Linked DNA regions of Capra hircus: region 2 is linked to region 1. The links are chromatin contacts, called in public Hi-C maps. All regions are on one chromosome and are shown on one strand. The core of a region is the stretch at or near the end of the contact, and the rest is flanking DNA. Distances in the headings are between cores, read along the strand shown. Region 1 has its middle 3.9 kb from the start of TRNAY-GUA. Region 2 holds the start of LOC102183007 (cell surface glycoprotein CD200 receptor 1).

Region 1 (4,333 bases), core at 1,289-3,788:
GAGATCTCTTCAAGAAAATTAAAGATACCAAGGGAACATTTCATGCAAAAATGGGCTCAATAAAGGACCAAAGTGGTATGGACCTAACAGAAGCCCAAGATATTAAGAGGAAGTGGCAGGAATACACAGAAGAACTTACAAAAAAGGTCTTCATGACCCAGATAATCACGAAGGTGTGATTCATCTAGAGCTGGACATCCTGGAATGTGAAGTCAAGTGGGACTTAGGAAGCATCACTATGAACAAAGCTAGCAGAGGTGATGGAATTCCAGTTGAGCTATTTCAAATCCTGAAAGATGATGCTGTGAAAGTGCTGCACTCAATATTCAAGCAAATTTGGAAAACTCAGCAGTGGCCACAGGACTGGAAAAGGTCAGTTTTCATTCCAATCCCAAAGAAAGGCAATGCCAAAGAAGGCTCAAACTACCACACAATTGCACTCATCTCACACGCTAGTAAAGTAATGCTCGAAATTCTCCAAGCCAGGCTTCAGCAATACGTGAACCGTGAACTTCCAGATGTTCAAGCTGGTATTAGAAAAGTCAGAGGAACCAGAGATCAAATTGCCAACATCTGCTGGATCATCGAAAAAGCAAGAGAATTAAAAAAAAAAAGTCTATTTCTGCTTTATTGACTATGCCAAAGCCTTTGACTGTGTGGATCACAATAAACTGTGGAAAATTCTTCAAGAGATAGGAATACTGGACTACCTGACCTGCCTCTTGAGAAACCTGTATGCAGGTCAGGAAGCAACAGTTAGAACTGGACATGGAACAACAGACTGGTTCCAAACAGGAAAAGGAGTACGTCAAGGCTGTATATTGTCACCCTGCTTATTTAAATTACATGCAGAGTACATCATGAGAGATGCTGGGCTGGAGGAAGCACAAGCTGGAATCAAGATTGCCAGGAGAAATATCAATAACCTCAGTTATGCAGATGATACCACCCTTATGGCAGAAAGTGAAGAAGAACTAAAGAGCCTCTTGATGAAAGTGAAAGAGGAGAGTGAAAAAGTTGGCTTAAAGCTCAACATTCAGAAAACGAAGATCATGGCATCTGGTCCCATCACTTCATGTGAAATAGATGGGGAAATGGTGGAAACAGTGTCAGACTTTATTTTTGGGGGGCTCCAAAATCACTGCAGATGGTGACTGCAGCCATAAAATTAAAAGACTTCTTGCTCCCTGGAAGGAAAGTTATGACCAATCTAGACAGCACATTAAAAAGCAGAGACATTACTTTGCCAACAAAGGTCTGTCTAATCAAGGTATGGTTTTTCCAGTAGTCATGTATGGATGTGAGAGTTGGACTGTGAAGAAGGCCGAGCGTCGAAGAATTGATACTTTTGAACTGTGGTGTTGGAGAAGACTCTTGACAATCCCTTGGCCTGCAAGGAGATCCAACCAGTCCATCCTAAAGGAGATCAGTCCTCGGTGTTCATTGTTGTTGAAGTTGAAACTCCAATACATTGGCCATCTGACGCAGAGAGTTGACTCATTCGAAAAGACCCTGATGCTGGGAAAGACTGAGGGAAGGAGGAGAAGGGGTCGACAGAGGATGAGATGGTTGGATGGCATCACCGACACAATGGACATGGGTTTGGGTGGACTCCGGGAGTTGATGACGGATAGGGAGGCCTGGTGTGCTGTGGTTCATGGGGTCGCAAACAGTCAGACACGACTGAGTGACTGAACTGAACTGAACTATCTTATATAAGAAGGCATCCAGAAGTAGGGCCAACCTCAAGTCTGGTTATTTCAATGGCTCTTCAAAGCCTTGAAGAACTTGGATTTTATCTTTTTCTCTGCTCTGTTATCATCAGTGTTTGCTTCATCCTCAGGCTGGAAGTGAGACAATGGCAACCATCTAAAGGCCACAACCAGACATAGCATGTCCAGAGGAAGAGGGCCAAGCATTTCTTCCTCAAACCCCATCTTATTCACAAGGACCTAGAGCCCTCAGAAGCTTCGTCTCTTGTCTGATTGGTCAAAGCTACAGGTCCAATCTCTGGCAAAGGGGCCAGAGATCATGTTACATTGGTGAGGTCTTCCATGGAATTGGGCTAAAGTCAGTGCCTTTCTCTAGGCACTCATCGTAGTAAACAAAATTGGGACTTTGTTAAAAAAGCAGAACTTAAGAGTTCATGTGAAGCCTTGATGAGGGAGAGGATAGCAATCAGATTGAGTTCTAAAAGATGCATAGGAATGCTACAAGTGGACGGCAGGGAAGAGAGGACGCCGTCGATAAAAAGACAGGGAGCTGTGACAGGGTGTGTCTCTTTCAGGGCAATGGAAACTGTCTGTATCATCTCCTCACACAAGTCCCACATTTCTTTCTTGAAGTCATCTGGGGACAGAAGATTGCTATTCTATTGAGAATGCCAGGAGAGTTTTGCAGATCCAGCATTTCTTGATGAATTTATAACGTTTTCTGAACAGAATGTCCAAATCTTCTGACTGATTCACCCAACACTGATTCTAAGATCAAACAAGGAGCCAAGAACTTTGGTTATACACAGTGAAACACCAAAGAGAGGCACGGGGCCTCAGGTTGGAGCAGCAGTGGGTCAGCTGGTTGATGTCACTCATCTAACAGGGTGGGACTTGGTGTCTGAGCTGGGTAAAGCTGGCAGAGTTGAGGTACTTCTCCTTATTCTGGTGCCCCCTCATGAAATATGAAAATAATTCTTGCTCTTAATACAGTTGAAGAGAAGGTTTTGAGGCCAGTCCTTCTATACTTACAAATGTCCTTGTAAGGAAAGGTGCTATAGAAACAAAAGGTCTTGTTATTCATTCTGTTGGCTTTTGAAAGGCCCTTATGCACACATTGGTATGTAGAAAAAACTGAATGAAGTATCCTTCCCTGAAACATTTCTTCTAAGACACAGAGGCGCCACACAGGTACACCTCGGACATAGATTTCCACTTCCCATCATGTCTGTTCTATTCTAAACCTCCCACACATGGAGGAGAGAGCTCCTCACAGGTATGGTAATCACCAGAGAGGAAAGAAATGATCACCTCTCCACAAGCAGAAGAAGGCTAGGGGAATCAAAAGAAATTGCAAATTTAACGAGAAAGAGCAAAATACATAGACTCAAAATCAGAGAAAAAAAATTGAACAAGATTCACTAAAAAAAAATGTTAAGATTCTTAAGGGAGAAGAAAAGAATCATCTTCTAAATTGCTATTATGATGTGCTTGTTGTTCAGAATGCAATCCTCCTGGGAAAACTGTTGTGTACGATTATGAGATTAATCATTTACCTTCTTCCTTAAGATGATGAAAATGCACATCTTTTCAGCTTCTCCCCTATGTTATCTTTATGAAAACAGAGACCTATCGAGCAGGGTGGTTTGTGGCTAACAGAAGAGTTTTACTTTGTTTCTTAAGGGCATCTTGTCTACTGTGCAGCTTCCTGGGGTTCAATGGGAGCCACAGAACCTGGACAGGAAGCAGGTCTCCTCCTCTGTGGGTGCTGTGTGCACATGTCACACTACTAGAAAGATGAACTTTGTATGCTGCTGCTGACCCTTGGAAAGGACGAGAGTGTCTCTGTAGACTTGATGTGCTATGGGAGATAGGAGATGGACCAAGCTGTGTATTTGTGTCTGAATACAGCTTGCTTATGGTTCATGCACTCCCAATTGAAGGCTTTGACCCAAGGACACCATCTGCTACATAACACCTTTAAACAAACAAACAAACAAACAAACAAACAAACAAAAAAACCTCACCCACAGACTTTCTCATTTTCCATGCGATGGAAAATCACAACACAACACATTTACAAGATATTGAAAACCAAGGAACGGCACAAGATGTTAGCTCCAAGAAACTACAGTAACTGTCTTGGGACTAGAAAGAATGATTAAACAACCAGCATTCCAGCAAGAAGCATCTGTCTTTTGTCATTCTCCCCAAAGCAACATAAAAAGTGCAGAGGAAGGCAGCCATTTCAGCAGGGGCAAAGGAGGTCAGCTGTTTGCAACATTTTCCACCATTCCCTTAGAACTAAAACCCAAATCCCATTACTTTCCAACTGCCTATCAAAGCGGAGTGTTTGCTGATGCAGCTCAAGGAGACCTAATCACTCCCCGCAGCAGTTCCCCGTGGCAGCCTCTGCATCCTGGAGGATGACTAAATGGCCGAGTCCAGAGAGGAGCTGGATGTGAAATCTCACCCCTATGCCAAATTCGTCTTGGGTGTTTAAATTTTTTTTTTACTTTTTCTTTTTTAAGATTTCTATCCAAAACATGCTTTCGTTGGCAGCTTCTCCAGAGGACTGTGAGGTCATAATGCACAAATGGTCCAACTCTTACCTCCGCAGG
Region 2 (4,333 bases), core at 1,016-3,515, 140 kb before region 1:
TTCTCACTTTCATGCATTGGAGAAGACAATGGCAACCCACTCCAGTGTTCTTGCCTGGAGAATCCCAGGGACGGGGGAGCCTGGTGGGCTGCCGTCTGTGGGGTCGCACAGAGTTGGACACGACTGAAGCGACTTAGCAACAGCAGCAGCAGTACGAAAAAGCTCTTGGTCTCTTTATTGCTTTGCATAAGAGGTCAAGGTGGGAGCTGGGGGGTTAGGGGAATGGGATTTTGGGATGGAAGGAATATAAGAGTGGGGAGAGAGGGTCTCATCCCTCCAAATCTATTCTGAGAATTCTATGGCTTTTCACACTACTCACTTGACTCTTAAAACACTGATTGTATGTTGTGGTCAGATCTGAGACGAGTGCATCTTTAAAGGTGTTGCCTGAAATTTCAAACCCGAGGAGTTAAAGTGGAAAGAACGGAGGGCTGGCAAACATGGAATATGAGTTTTACTCCCCGCTGTGTCACCAAGTCAGTTTGGGGACTCAGGCAGATCATGTAACCCTTTTGTGTTCTGGTTTTGGCTGTGTCATCAAAAAGGCATTAAAATGAATGATCATCAAGAATTTTTGCTGACCCGAGGAAAGGCTTATGCCAATATAATATTAAATGGGAAAGGAAGGTAATAGACTCGATCAAGAAACTTGCCTAATATCATCCAGCCGAGATTCAATACAATACCTCTTCTAGTATTCCAAGTTTGCAAACACCTGATTTCACTGCCTTAATCAAACTGACTCACTGGAAGAAAAGCTTGAGAAGGGGCAGAGAGGGAAAAAGAAAATTTTATATATATATATATATATATATCAGTTTGGCAAGAGGCAAGATGGAACTGCTAGCTTTAAAAAAAATGCATGTTGTTTAATATTTTCCTGTTTGCAATGTTTTCTTCCCCTTCCTGGAGAGTTTTGCCTTGCAGTATTTGGACACGACTGAAGCAACTTAGCAGCAGCCGCAGCAGCAGCAGCCGCAGGGAACTCTTAGCAGAGAGAAGAGTTTTTTCCTCCTAAACGTAATCTAAATACATATGAATAGTAACATTAAGACAGTTTTCATTTGTATTTTTTTGGCAAATCTAAATTTTTAGATCTAAATCTACATCTAATTTAGTTCTGTGGCAACTAAAGATGAGTATTTATTTGTAGTTTGATTCATATGACACATTCTAGCTCTTCAAACATGAAAGTGAATGGAAATAAGTACCAAATTGTGATAGACAAAATAATGCTCCCCTACAAGATATCCCTCATAGCTTAGTTGCTAAAGAATCTGCCTACAATGCAGGAGACCTGGGCTCGATTCCTGAGTTGGGAAGATCCCCTGGAGAAGGAAATGGCAATCCACTCCAGTATTCTTGCCTGGAAAATCCTATGGACAGAGGAGCCTGGCAGGCTAGAGTCCATGGCGTCGCAAGAGTTGAACATGACTTAGCGACTTAACCGCCACCATCATACTAAACCACCACACTAAACCACCACCACAAGATATCCATGTCCTAACCTCTGAAATTTGTAAATGTGTAGCCTTACACAGGAAATGGGACTTTGCAGATGTGGTTAAGTTAACGATTATGAGATGGGGAGGTGATCGTGGATTATCTGGAGGGTCCAATATAATCACAAATGTCTCTATAAAAGGGAGGCAGGAGAATTACCATCAGAAAGATGTAACAAAGAACACTGGTGGGAATTATGCAGCCACGAGACTCAGAGTCTAAGTGGCCCCTAGGCAAAGAACAGATTCTATCAGGTATCTAGAAAGAATGCAGCCTTGCCAATACCTAGATATTAACTCTATGGAATCTATTTTGAACTTTAGACCTCTAGAACTGTAAGGTGATTAATTTGTGTTGTTTTAAGCTGCTCAGTTTTGGTAACTTATTATAGTAGTAATAGGAAAGTAATACATTTATGATGCTTCAAGAGTTGTGTGTGACTCCCGAAATCACACAAGAATTTTCAAGCAAAAATCTTTTATTTCAAGCTTGGTTACTAAGACTGTACACCTCTTCAACCTGGAGATAACTTTTAAAAGTTACGATGACTGGGAAATTTACAGGGATGGGCCAAATATAGATAAATATCTTGTTTTACCTTTTAAACCAAGTTTAGACAAATCAGCTTGTGTTGGGCACATTCAGTGCCTTACTGTAGAGTTTATCTGTGTATAGCAGAAGTGAGAGGAGGACCAATGAGCTGAAAGATTAACTCAATCAATCCGCTTCCTCTGTCTTTGCTTCAGTGCTTCATACAGGAAATCTATTGCTGTGTCAAGTTCCAGAGAAGTTTCTTCTGTTCCAAGTTACGAAGCTGGCTGAAACACACAGAGTTGAAGGAAGGGGCTAGGAGGAAAGGAGTGCTGTGCTGCTAATGGGCTAAGAAGACCCAGTACGGAAGAGTCAATCAGACAGAGCCTCACCATGTCCTCAGCTCCTTTTACACCTGTGCGGATGAACAGCGCTGAGTGAAGGGCAGGAAATAAGGAAACAGAAATGCCCCGCACTTGGATAACTTCTGATCTTCAGCTACGACTAATTTTGACTCTCTTCTTAGTTGCAGGTGAGTTTGAATTTTCTTTGGGAGGGTGACAGGAGAATGACAGGTGAGAAACCTGGTCACAGCTTTTCCTGAGCTTTCTTTGCCTTTCTTATGGGGGCAGAGCACAGCAAATACAGTCAGAGTTATGGGGGAGGGGAGACTTTCCTCCTAGATTTACTTCACTTTATTATTCTTATTTTCCCCTTTGTCTTGCTTATTTTATTTTTTATCCTACTACACTGTACGTATATCTATACTTTACCCCACTGCTTACTTCCTCATCCCCCCGCCCCCCATTTGTAGGGTGAGGCAGAATAAATTACTTTCTAGTAGCAATCCAAGTCATCTGATGAAAGCGGAATTATTTTCGTCTCTTCTTAAACAACTTAAATAATAATCCCAATCTATTTATGTCTGTATTGTTAACAGCATAAATGAGGAAAGTTTATTGTTCTCTTGTCACTTTCGATGACCAGGCACTTTTAAAAATATAACATGTTCAGAAGTTTGGTGTTGTGTCTGTGATGTATTTATTTTAATATGTGTGGGCTGTCAGAGACTCTTTCTGGCTTAGAAGACACACTCTTCAACATCTAGGTTCCTGCAAGAGTTGTGGAGATATTGGGGCTGTTGTGGGGGTGTCCTGGTTTCACTGCAGAGGGTTGGTAGGAGTTGATGTAGGAGGGAGTTTTCAGGTTTCACTTTTAGTTGATGGGAGCAGTTGCAAGGAAACATTTGGTTTTAAATTTCATAGTTTAGTAATTCAAAGAAAAAAATTATTTTTTCTCATATAAATGATTTTAAAATACTACCCGTCTTCCAGGAAAACATCTGCTTTTCCTCATGTAGGTGAGCACACATAAAGTAACTATGCTGTATCACTGAGCTTTTCTGTGCAGTGCTTTCACATAATTTTTCTCCTTTGATCTGCACAGCAACCCAACGAAGTAGGCACAGAAGACATTTTTCCACCTTACAAAGAAACTGAGGTATAGAGAGTTGAAATTTGTCCAAGTTTATACCACTGGTATACCTAGTACTAATATACATTTGTAAGCAACACTAAACATCTGAATAGGCAGTTTTCCTCAATACTTAGTCTTTATGCTTCTCGCTAACAAGCACCATTAAGTCAACACTTAGTTATAAACTGAATGGAGTATTTACTCATTTAAAAAAAAATCAAATGATCTGAATCTTTCAGTAGTTGAGATCTTATTGTAGAAAGTTTTTATAGAAACCTGTACAGGGCCCAGTTTGGCAGGAAATGTCAGCTGGACAATGAGTTATTTATGTTAAGCTGCAATGTGACTTTGGGGTAAAAGAAAAAAATCATGATTAAAACATAATCAATAATTTTGAGTTTGATGGTTTAAAGGTTTAGATTTTAAAACTATTTCTAACCGCAGCTAGGATATACTACCAATATCAAATCCCTGAAATTTGTGCTTCTATAATTATAATGTTATCAGAATATTTAAGAGAAAGATATGGAAAAGCAAATTATATTTTGTGCATGATAAATTCACCATGAAATAATTCAGAATAATGATATGCAAAGCCCTTGGTGCATGAGTTTATATCTTTATTACTAATACTGCTTTGTTATTAATACAGCTAAACAGAAATAACTCACTTTATTAGTTAAGACAAACTCACAAAGAAGAATGAGAGATAATAACTTCACTGTAAAACATGCCATTAAAAAATTATTTACTTTTTTGTTTACTTATTTGCTTGTAAATTAAAGTAATGTAGCAGTTGATAGATAAGATTTATTAAGAAAGT

Evidence for each region. A called contact is a pair of places that touch in the nucleus more often than the background predicts.
Region 2: a contact with region 1 is called in a Hi-C map of blood, with 4 times the contacts expected there. The contact joins the promoter of LOC102183007 here to the enhancer-like site in region 1. A contact is called at or near these places in 2 of 5 Hi-C or Micro-C datasets (both in blood).

Annotation. Positions count from the first base shown.
Region 1 is chr1:57,298,301-57,302,633 of ARS1.2, reverse strand. No RefSeq gene overlaps it. Among named protein-coding and RNA genes, the nearest start is that of TRNAY-GUA, 3.9 kb to the right of the region's middle. Within about 2 kb of position 2,538, at least 1 of the 5 cell types and tissues checked has an H3K27ac peak or open chromatin away from gene starts, as enhancers often do.
Region 2 is chr1:57,438,226-57,442,558 of ARS1.2, reverse strand. It overlaps LOC102183007 (cell surface glycoprotein CD200 receptor 1), which reads left to right and starts at 2,265. Exons shown (of 8, transcript XM_018066089.1): 1 at 2,265-2,566. The coding sequence starts at 2,500.